2 separate regions of the Zea mays genome follow, and region 1 is linked to region 2. A link is a contact called in public Hi-C data. All regions are on one chromosome and are shown on one strand. Each heading gives the region's core, a stretch centred on a gene start, on an enhancer-like site or on the middle of the called end of the contact. The rest is flanking DNA. Distances are from core to core; before and after follow the strand shown. Region 1 holds the start of LOC100384137. Region 2 holds the start of LOC103649841.

What was found. Hi-C and Micro-C count contacts between places; a contact is called where the count stands out from the background.
Region 1: a contact with region 2 is called in a Hi-C map of ear, with 2.9 times the contacts expected there. The contact joins the promoter of LOC100384137 here to the promoter of LOC103649841 in region 2. A contact is called at or near these places in 4 of 25 Hi-C or Micro-C datasets (bundle sheath, ear, leaf and 1 more).

Annotation. Positions count from the first base shown.
Region 1 is chr3:22,683,385-22,687,630 of Zm-B73-REFERENCE-NAM-5.0, forward strand. It overlaps LOC100384137, which reads left to right and starts at 2,069. Exons shown (of 1, transcript XM_020550673.2): 1 at 2,069-2,733. The coding sequence starts at 2,224. The coding sequence ends at 2,733.
Region 2 is chr3:22,453,883-22,457,812 of Zm-B73-REFERENCE-NAM-5.0, forward strand. It overlaps LOC103649841, which reads right to left and starts at 2,520. Exons shown (of 2, transcript NM_001323508.1): 1 at 2,304-2,520; 2 at 585-2,134. The coding sequence starts at 1,920. The coding sequence ends at 931.

The DNA of each region.
Region 1 (4,246 bases), core at 819-3,318, 230 kb after region 2:
TCACTTATCAGGTCAAGCAACGGGCGAGGCGAGGTTACCGTTCTACACCGCCACATCTGGTCCCGGTACGCGGGAGCGTCCCCGTCAGTCCGCCGCGAGACGACGTCGACGAGCCGGGCACGGGGCCGGGTTTGCCGCTCTGCCCCCTAGCATCGTCCGTAATCCGCTATTCCGCTCGCTGTTGCTCGTACGGTGGACCAGCTGCGTGGCAAGTACTACGTGCGGAAGAAATATTAAAGGTTACCAGAGAAAAATAATGGGTATGTCTAGGTCAGGCGAACGCTGACAGCAACAGTTATAAATTTCTCGTAATCAGAGCCGTATTTATTTAGCGGTCCACGCATGCATGGCGTGGCCGCGTGGGGGCCGGAGGGAGGGGGGCAGGTGTTTCTGCGGAGTGGGGACTATAAACGGACCGTGCCGGCCTCGGCCCACAGGCCCCAAGCCAGGTCCAAGCATGGCCCGTAAGGTTAATAATCATGTCAGGTCGGTTTATAGGTCGACGGGTCTAATAGGCTTATAACAATATATGATATTTAAATAATAAAATATCTTTAAAGTATGAATTTTTTAGGGTTTAAACCATATTTATTAGCTTTAAACATTTATTTACAACCACATAACTAAAAAAACACATGTTTCTTGTTTTATACTATATATTTAAGTATAATATATGTATTTATATGAAAAAAATATAAAAAAATAAAATCGAGCCGTGCCGGGTCTAGTCCGTCGTGCCACGCCTTCGGCCTAGGCACAGCCCGGTGACCGGGTTGGACCAGCACGGGCCCGGTTCACTACGTGCCGTGCCGGGTTTCGGACCGCCTGGCAAGTTCGATCCGTTTGGACATCTATAGTGGGGACAGAGCACAAGTGGATGATCCAAATGTATTGACACAGTACTGGTGCTACTGCTAGTGTTCTAATTTATCCAAAAGTAAGCATACCTGCAGCAACAAGTTAAAGGATTGTTTGGTTTTTTTTAGTCCAGCAACAAAAAAATAAGATATGTCTAAAAACCTTGTATTAAATGGAGCTGTACCTGCCTAACGCATGCACACTAGGTGTTTAGGATACATCTAGGTTCTAAATCCATTATAGAACTGTAGTTAGTTTATAATATTAATTTAAATAGTTTGAACAACATTTTTAATATAAATAATAAACAAATGATTCTAAAGAAATACAATTCTAGCTTCACTACTTTCTAGAGCATCTAACCCCACATTTTTTTAAAACTGAAACTGTATCAAACAGCACCATATACTCTACCTTGTGCACTTAATCACAGCGCCCACTGGTTTTATTGCTGCGGCTGCTCGCATCTGGCTGTGATGGTGTCGCCGCTGATCCACTCCGGTGTCCGGTCGGTGGAGTTAGAGAGGTCCACCGTCCACGTGAACCGGGCGCAGGGACAGGGACGCGGTCGCCGAGGCGCATTTATTGTGGGCCGGACGAGTCGTACGTACGCGCCACGGCGCCAGGGAAAGAGTGCAGGAGAGGCAGTCCTGGTCCCTGCCCCGCGTGGAATCGCGTGACAGCGTCGGCTTCTCTGCTAGTATGGTACTCCTACTCCTACTGCGTAGGAAGCAGGGTACGTACTTCTTTTGGACCGTGTCGCCCTAGCTTTCAGACAATGTCCCGTGGGTCCGGTAAAAATGGGCTCCACTCGTCGGCGAGAAGAGTACGGAGTTTCCCAGGTGAAGGATGTACGAGCTGTGGCTGGTAGTGAATGAATGGAGTAGTCGGAGGCGGCAAGAGGGGCGTGGTGCACATCCACGTCACCCGCGGCGGACGCCGAGACACTGAGACAGGCACACCTGACCGGAGGGCGGGGTCTTTCTCTTCTTTTCTTTCTTCTTTCTCCGCCCCCACAGGCCATAAGGCTGAGTCCAGTGCACAGCCTCTCTCTCGCCCCTGCCACGTCAGCTCTCGCCTCCACTCTCGCCTCTGCTGCTCCAGTGCACAGGCTATAGCAGGCTATAGCCTCAGCCCACATCCACATCAGCTTTTCTATTTCAGGATTAAATAATTCACACAGATTTGTTTCAACGCTTACAAATCACACAACATAATATTTTTTATTGAATTTAAAATTACAAAGTGTATAATAATTAAAAGAAAAGTACATGACAATTAAAAAATTACATAACAATTAATAGAAAATTACATAAATCTAATTATGACCTCCAACAGGTAGAGATATTTATAGATGGATTGGGAATGAAATTTGTGATTTTTTGCAATTTTTTTCGAATTTTTTGGACTCTAAACGGTAAAAAACGGCTAGTCCACGTGGCACACATGGACCAATCACGTCGCGCCACCGCACTCTCGCCCGCCTCACTCTCGCCCCGTCAGTGCGTCGCCCCCCTCTCGCCTCCCTCTCGCCCAGACGCGCGCGCCAACGCGGGCGAGAGCGAGGCGATATCGCCCGCTGTCGCCGGGCGTGAGTGCCGTCGCCCTCTCTCTCCCTCTCGCCTGCCTATCGCCTCACGCGGGGCGGTAGAGGGCCCTTCTCGCCTCCCTTCTAGCCCCATTGGCACCAGCCTAAGGCTGAGTCCAGTGCACGAAGCTTTTAACTTCGCGTGCTCGTGCTGTTCGTCTGCGGCACGAGACATGGGAGGGCAGGCTGGGCAGCTACGCCATGTGGGTCCCGTCCTCTCGTTCGGACAGGCAGATTCTTTCTCATCTTTGGCGTGTGGCCTCAACGTTCTTCGCATGTTGTCCTAGCCGCTCCACATGGCATCGTACACCGTCGTTTACACAGACAAACCATCAAGTGCTCTCTAGGCAAACACTGTGGTACTGGATCGCCGCCACTGTGTACTCTAGGACGGCCTCGCGAGTGCGGGGGATCAGATCTTGACCGGCCGCGCGCCACCCGTCCAGATCGCGCGTGGCGGGAGCGTACGTACGCACCAGGTGTCGTGCGCCGCGCACGCAGGACCCGCGGCACCCGCCCTCATCGTGCCGCCGTGCGGGCCTGACAGCACGAGCAGTAGCCAGTCCCCCCACGCCGACGGCGACGCGCGCCGCTTGCGAAGGCGACTGCGCACCGAGTCCTTGCGCGCCCGTCACGGGGTGTTTGGTTCTCCGATAAGTTTAATTCGTGTATTATCAAATACTGTATATATCATTATAAGTATTAAATATAGATTTAATTAATTCGTCTAGTAATGCCGCAGCTGGCCCGCGGCGCGCGCCTAGCTTTAGCTAGTACCTACTCCTAGGCCCTAGCCAGAGGAACTTGGCTTGGAAGATCTATAGATCTGTTGCTGTTGTTAGGCTGCACCTGCACGTACAACTCGTCCCTGGCAAGTCATTATTTTTTCCCCTATAACCAGCCGACGATTCGACGACACACTAGACGAAGATACGTGCCTAACCTCCCTTCTTATATATTAGGTTTCCACACAAAGCCAATTTGAGTGTCTGAATCGTGCCTTCTCAAGGGCGAGCTGCGGCCTGCGGCGCTGCACCGATGGACGCAGGCACGGCACGGTCTGTTTGGAACGGCTTCGGCTCCGGCCGCGGGTTCTCCGAAAATGACCATAACTGGATTCTCTTCAGGTACTACTTGTTGAATAATTAGACAAATTTCAAATTAAATTTCGAATATAAATCATGACTAAATTAGAAGAACTGAAATAAAAGTCAAATCAGATGATACGTACTGATTAGACTTACTGATAGATGGCGCACGCCGGAATCAGCAGGGTCGACGAGGTCAGAAGATCACGAGCAGTCGCGTGAAGACGCTTCCCAAAAACCTTATTCGCCCTCTCCCGGTGCAGGATCTAGAAGACGAAGGGTTCCGGAGACCTGCTCTCCTGATCGCAGATGCACCTCTACGGTCGGGACGAAGGGAACTAAAAGGCGGCTCAACTATGAAGAGAGACGAAAGCTAAACTGGGATGATTTGGAGGCTGGGTGTCGGGCTCCTTTTATAGGGCCGAGTCCGCGACCCTGAGCTTATCCGCCCACGAAAATCTCGCAATCAGTTGAGATTTTATAGCGATTGGTTAGGATAAGCGTAACAGTCAAGTAACCAAAAAATCAAACGGCAAAAGGAAGTCGCGCCCCCGCAAGGCGAGGGGCAGGATTTCGGCGGACCATTCACGCGCATGTCGTGCGCCCGCGCCCTTCGCCCCGCCCCGCCCCGGCCCGGCCAGGCGAGGCGAGCGAGCGCGCGCGCGCGTGTGGCTCTCCACACTCTCTCCTCTCATCCATGACTTGGTGAGTG
Region 2 (3,930 bases), core at 1,270-3,769:
ACACTGAGAAGGTGCAACGATGCAGCGGATATAATTGGTTACTCCCAAGTGTGTCCACACAATTACACACCCCGCGCCCGTGCACAAACGATTTCCTACGAAATCACAACGAACGGGAACAGTTGAATATTATCAAATCAAATATATCTATTTCGGATTGGATAGTATCTTAACTTTGCCTAATTAAAGATAAAAAATACTCATATTTATAGTATCAAGTAAATTGTATTAGATTAGTTGTAAAAAATATATTATTTCCGTAACAAATCAGTATAGGAACATATGAATATTATACATCCACTTGAACATAACTCAGCCTGCAGGTATACTGTTGTTTTTGGACGGACGGACTACTCTAGATTATAGAATATCAACATGTTGTTTACTGTTCCGCACTGCCCAAAAAAGGAATCTTTGATTATCACGACGATCACGGCATAAGCATCCACCCGCATTAGTCAAACGACACTACGCAGCACGACCTACGTTCCGGGATCGCACCATCGAAGAGTCCACCACAAGCTCGGAACCACATCAGCATTCGAACCAAACACAGTAAATAAAGGCGAATGCGCGCACAGCTACCACGAAACTTATTTTTTTCCCTTTCATTGCTTAATAGTAACAGCTCAATGAACTTGTCCACTACAATGTCTTTGACAAGCATTACCAATTACCAAATAACAAAGCAAACACTTAGGCACTATACCTTAAACCTTAAACATAATATAACCTACCAAAATTACCTCTTCTCTCCGGCCGCTAATGGTGGTGTGTTCGGCAAAGAGGAAATCTCCTGGGCACGAGCAGATCCAACTTGCCCGGGGAAAAAACCCAAGATATCTCATCTCCCCTTTCCAAGCACACTCTCAGGGGCTCGTTTATGAAACCAAACAACCCTAACATATCAAGGGCACACTCCCTTTTAATTCACACGCAGAAATCAACGGTTTGCAGGAAGTCGTCCATGCCGCGGCCGAGGTCGCAGCCGGGCATCTCCGGGAAGACGTCGTTGATGTCGTCGAGGTCGAGGTCGATCTCCATCTCCTCGTCCCCGAAGTCCCCGAGCAGGAGGTCATGTTCGTCGTCCAGGCCGAAGTCCGCATCGGAGAGATCCAGAGCGTCCAGCCCGGCGCGGAAGTCCAGCGGGTCGATGTCGGGCAGCTGCAGGCCGCGCAGAAGGTCCTGGTAGAACTCTGGGTCCTCCGGCAGCTGCGCTGAGTCGGTCGACGGCCGGGCGGGCGTCGCCTCTGGGGACTGCGTGTTCCGCGCTTCCTTGCTCGGTTCAAGCACGGACGACGGCGACGGGTGCGCGAATGGAGCGGTCGAGGCGGACGACGAGGAGGAAGCCGTCGGGGTGCTGCCGCTTGCCGGAGTGTCTGCTGAGGACGCGGCCACGGGCAGCCCGCGGCGGCGCCGCTTCTCGTCGGCGAAGCTCCGGGAGGCGGACAGGTAGGCCGCGGAGGCCGCGCCAGCGGTGTCGAAGGTGCCAAGCCACTGCCTCTTGCCGGTGAACGGGTTGCGGATCTCCGCCGCCCACTTGCCCCACTTGCGGAGCCTCACTCCGCGGTAGCGCTCCGGCGCCCCGCCGCTGGTGCACGCGGCGACAGCGGCCGCCGCCGGGAGAACCGGCTTGGCTGGGGCCTTGCCGATGAAGGCCTCAAAAGAGAAGCGCTTGGTCCTTGATGGGGTGCCGCCGGCCTCCTCGTCGTCCGAGTCGGAGTCCGAGTCCGTGGCGTCGGGGTCCTCAAATAGGACACGGACGCGGCGCCTCGGCTGGACCGGCGCCGGCAGCTGCTGCGTCCGGGACTTCAAGAGGGCAGCAGAGGGTTTAAGGCCAAACTCAGACATCTTCTTAGCGTTGGGCTTCTTCGCCAGGGCCTTCTTGAGGAGAACCTGTTGCTGGTTCAACGGAGACATCTCTCTTCTATCTCTTCCGACGGGGAGAACTCCAAAACTTGTCGCCAAAATTGCCAAAAACTATGGGGGAAAACTTCTAAAGAAAAACAAGAAACTCTGGGTGCAAAAAAAATGACGGAGACGAGCGCAAATCGGCCGAATCCGTCAATCTCCTCTACAGAAGCCGCACGGCCTTATGTGGAGGAATCCGGAATACTTCACCCCGAACCCGTCCCTGCCATCACAAGTGATTTTTTTTTTGTCAAAACCCCATGGAAAGAACAGCCAAGAAATCACCAGATCTGGACGAACAGGGCCATAGAACCCGGTCAAAACCACCCAGATCGATGAAAGAATGAACCTTTTGCGGGTGAAATTGAAAGGAAAAGAAAAAAGGCACGGACCTGAGCATCGACGAGGATTTGTTCCAGCCGTTGAGCCCCTTGCGCATAGATCGGCCAGAGCAAGCGAGGGCGCGGAGGATGACGGCGAAGACGGCGATGATGAGCGCTACGACCACCAGATCGGAAAAGGGGCAAGAAGACATATACGAGAGTTGTCTGCTTCTTCTTCTCCGACGCCGGCGCCGTCGTCGTCGCCTCCGGCCTCCCTTACACGCGCTTAAACCCCAACCCAAAGCGGCGAGAGGAGCGAAAGGGGTTGGCCACGCCTCGTCCGACGATATTTAATCCCCTTCCCCATCCACGACGTAGTGCCCGCCGCACCACGCGAGACCTCGCGTCACGCGTCCGGATTCAGCTTCCCACACTGCCATATGGGCCCAAGCTAATCTTGGACCCGTGCGTCATTGAAGATTATCGGCTTAACGGAAAAGGAGGAAAGGACGGCCGCAATTTCCTGGCGCTGAGAACGTACACATGGATCTGCCAATGCTGTGTTGTCAAGCACACAGTGACTTGTGGACCCAAGGTACGGTTGGCCCCACAGTCAGTGTACAACGTGCTGGTTGCCTAGTAGTAAAGAACTATTCCGTGCCATGACCTCATGCATGGTCAGATTTTAACTGACATGTGGGTCCCTGTATTTTTGTCCCCACCCATCATCGAAACGGGGGGTGGAATGAAGTGGCGATTGTGTTTTGCTAGGGCTGTGGGAAACCATTTTTTTTTGCATTTTAATTTTTTACTAAAAGAATATACGTTTGGTTTTATAAAGGATGTAATATGATTCTTTGAATCTTTTTTAGACGCCATAAGTCATGGTACGACGCTGGTGACTTATGGCGGCGACGTAAAGTGTTGGGTGTCTTCTTTTCCGACAAAAGTTTTCAACAAAAACATCTTCGGTAAAATGGTACATAAGTCTACTTTTTTTCTGCCGAAAATTCTCAAGACAGACTTAATGTAGAATCAACATAGTCAAATGTCAAAGCTACCATTTAGTTTCTGTTCAAGTCAAGCAGAAGAAGAAAAGACCAGATAGACCTTGTTAATCTAGGTTGTCTCTAGATGAATGTTGAGGGTCGTGAATGTAATTTCCCCTGGGATGCGTCCCGTGCCTATAAATAGATGAACAATAACACCCTACTGTTCACGCTGAATTGTAATCACTCGCTCGCATCTTCACCTTCGAGCAAGCCGAATGTATCAATATAACGTGAATTTTATTGATATTTATACATGTTTTACGGAGTACAAGTATGAATGTATTAAAGAGTAATCATCAATGTATTTATCTCTTTACATTTTTATTTATTTATGATATGATGAAGGCATGTCCTTCATGGCCTTCGTCCGATGATCATTGAATCCAAGAGGAAACAATGTTTCGGAGGACGAAGGTCTTTAATCCCTAGCGACTGTGTTGCCTTGTTCTTAATTCACAGCATTCGAGAACAAGTGACCAACATTGGTGCCCACCTCCGGAGAACTCACTTCCACGACCACGACAATGGCTTCGCAAGGTGATCAAGTTGTGACACCTTCGGCTACGAAGCTGGTGCTCCCAATCACGGAGGTTCAAGTTCTGAGCCAGCTAACAAGAAGCAGAAGAAGGAAGCACAGAGAATGG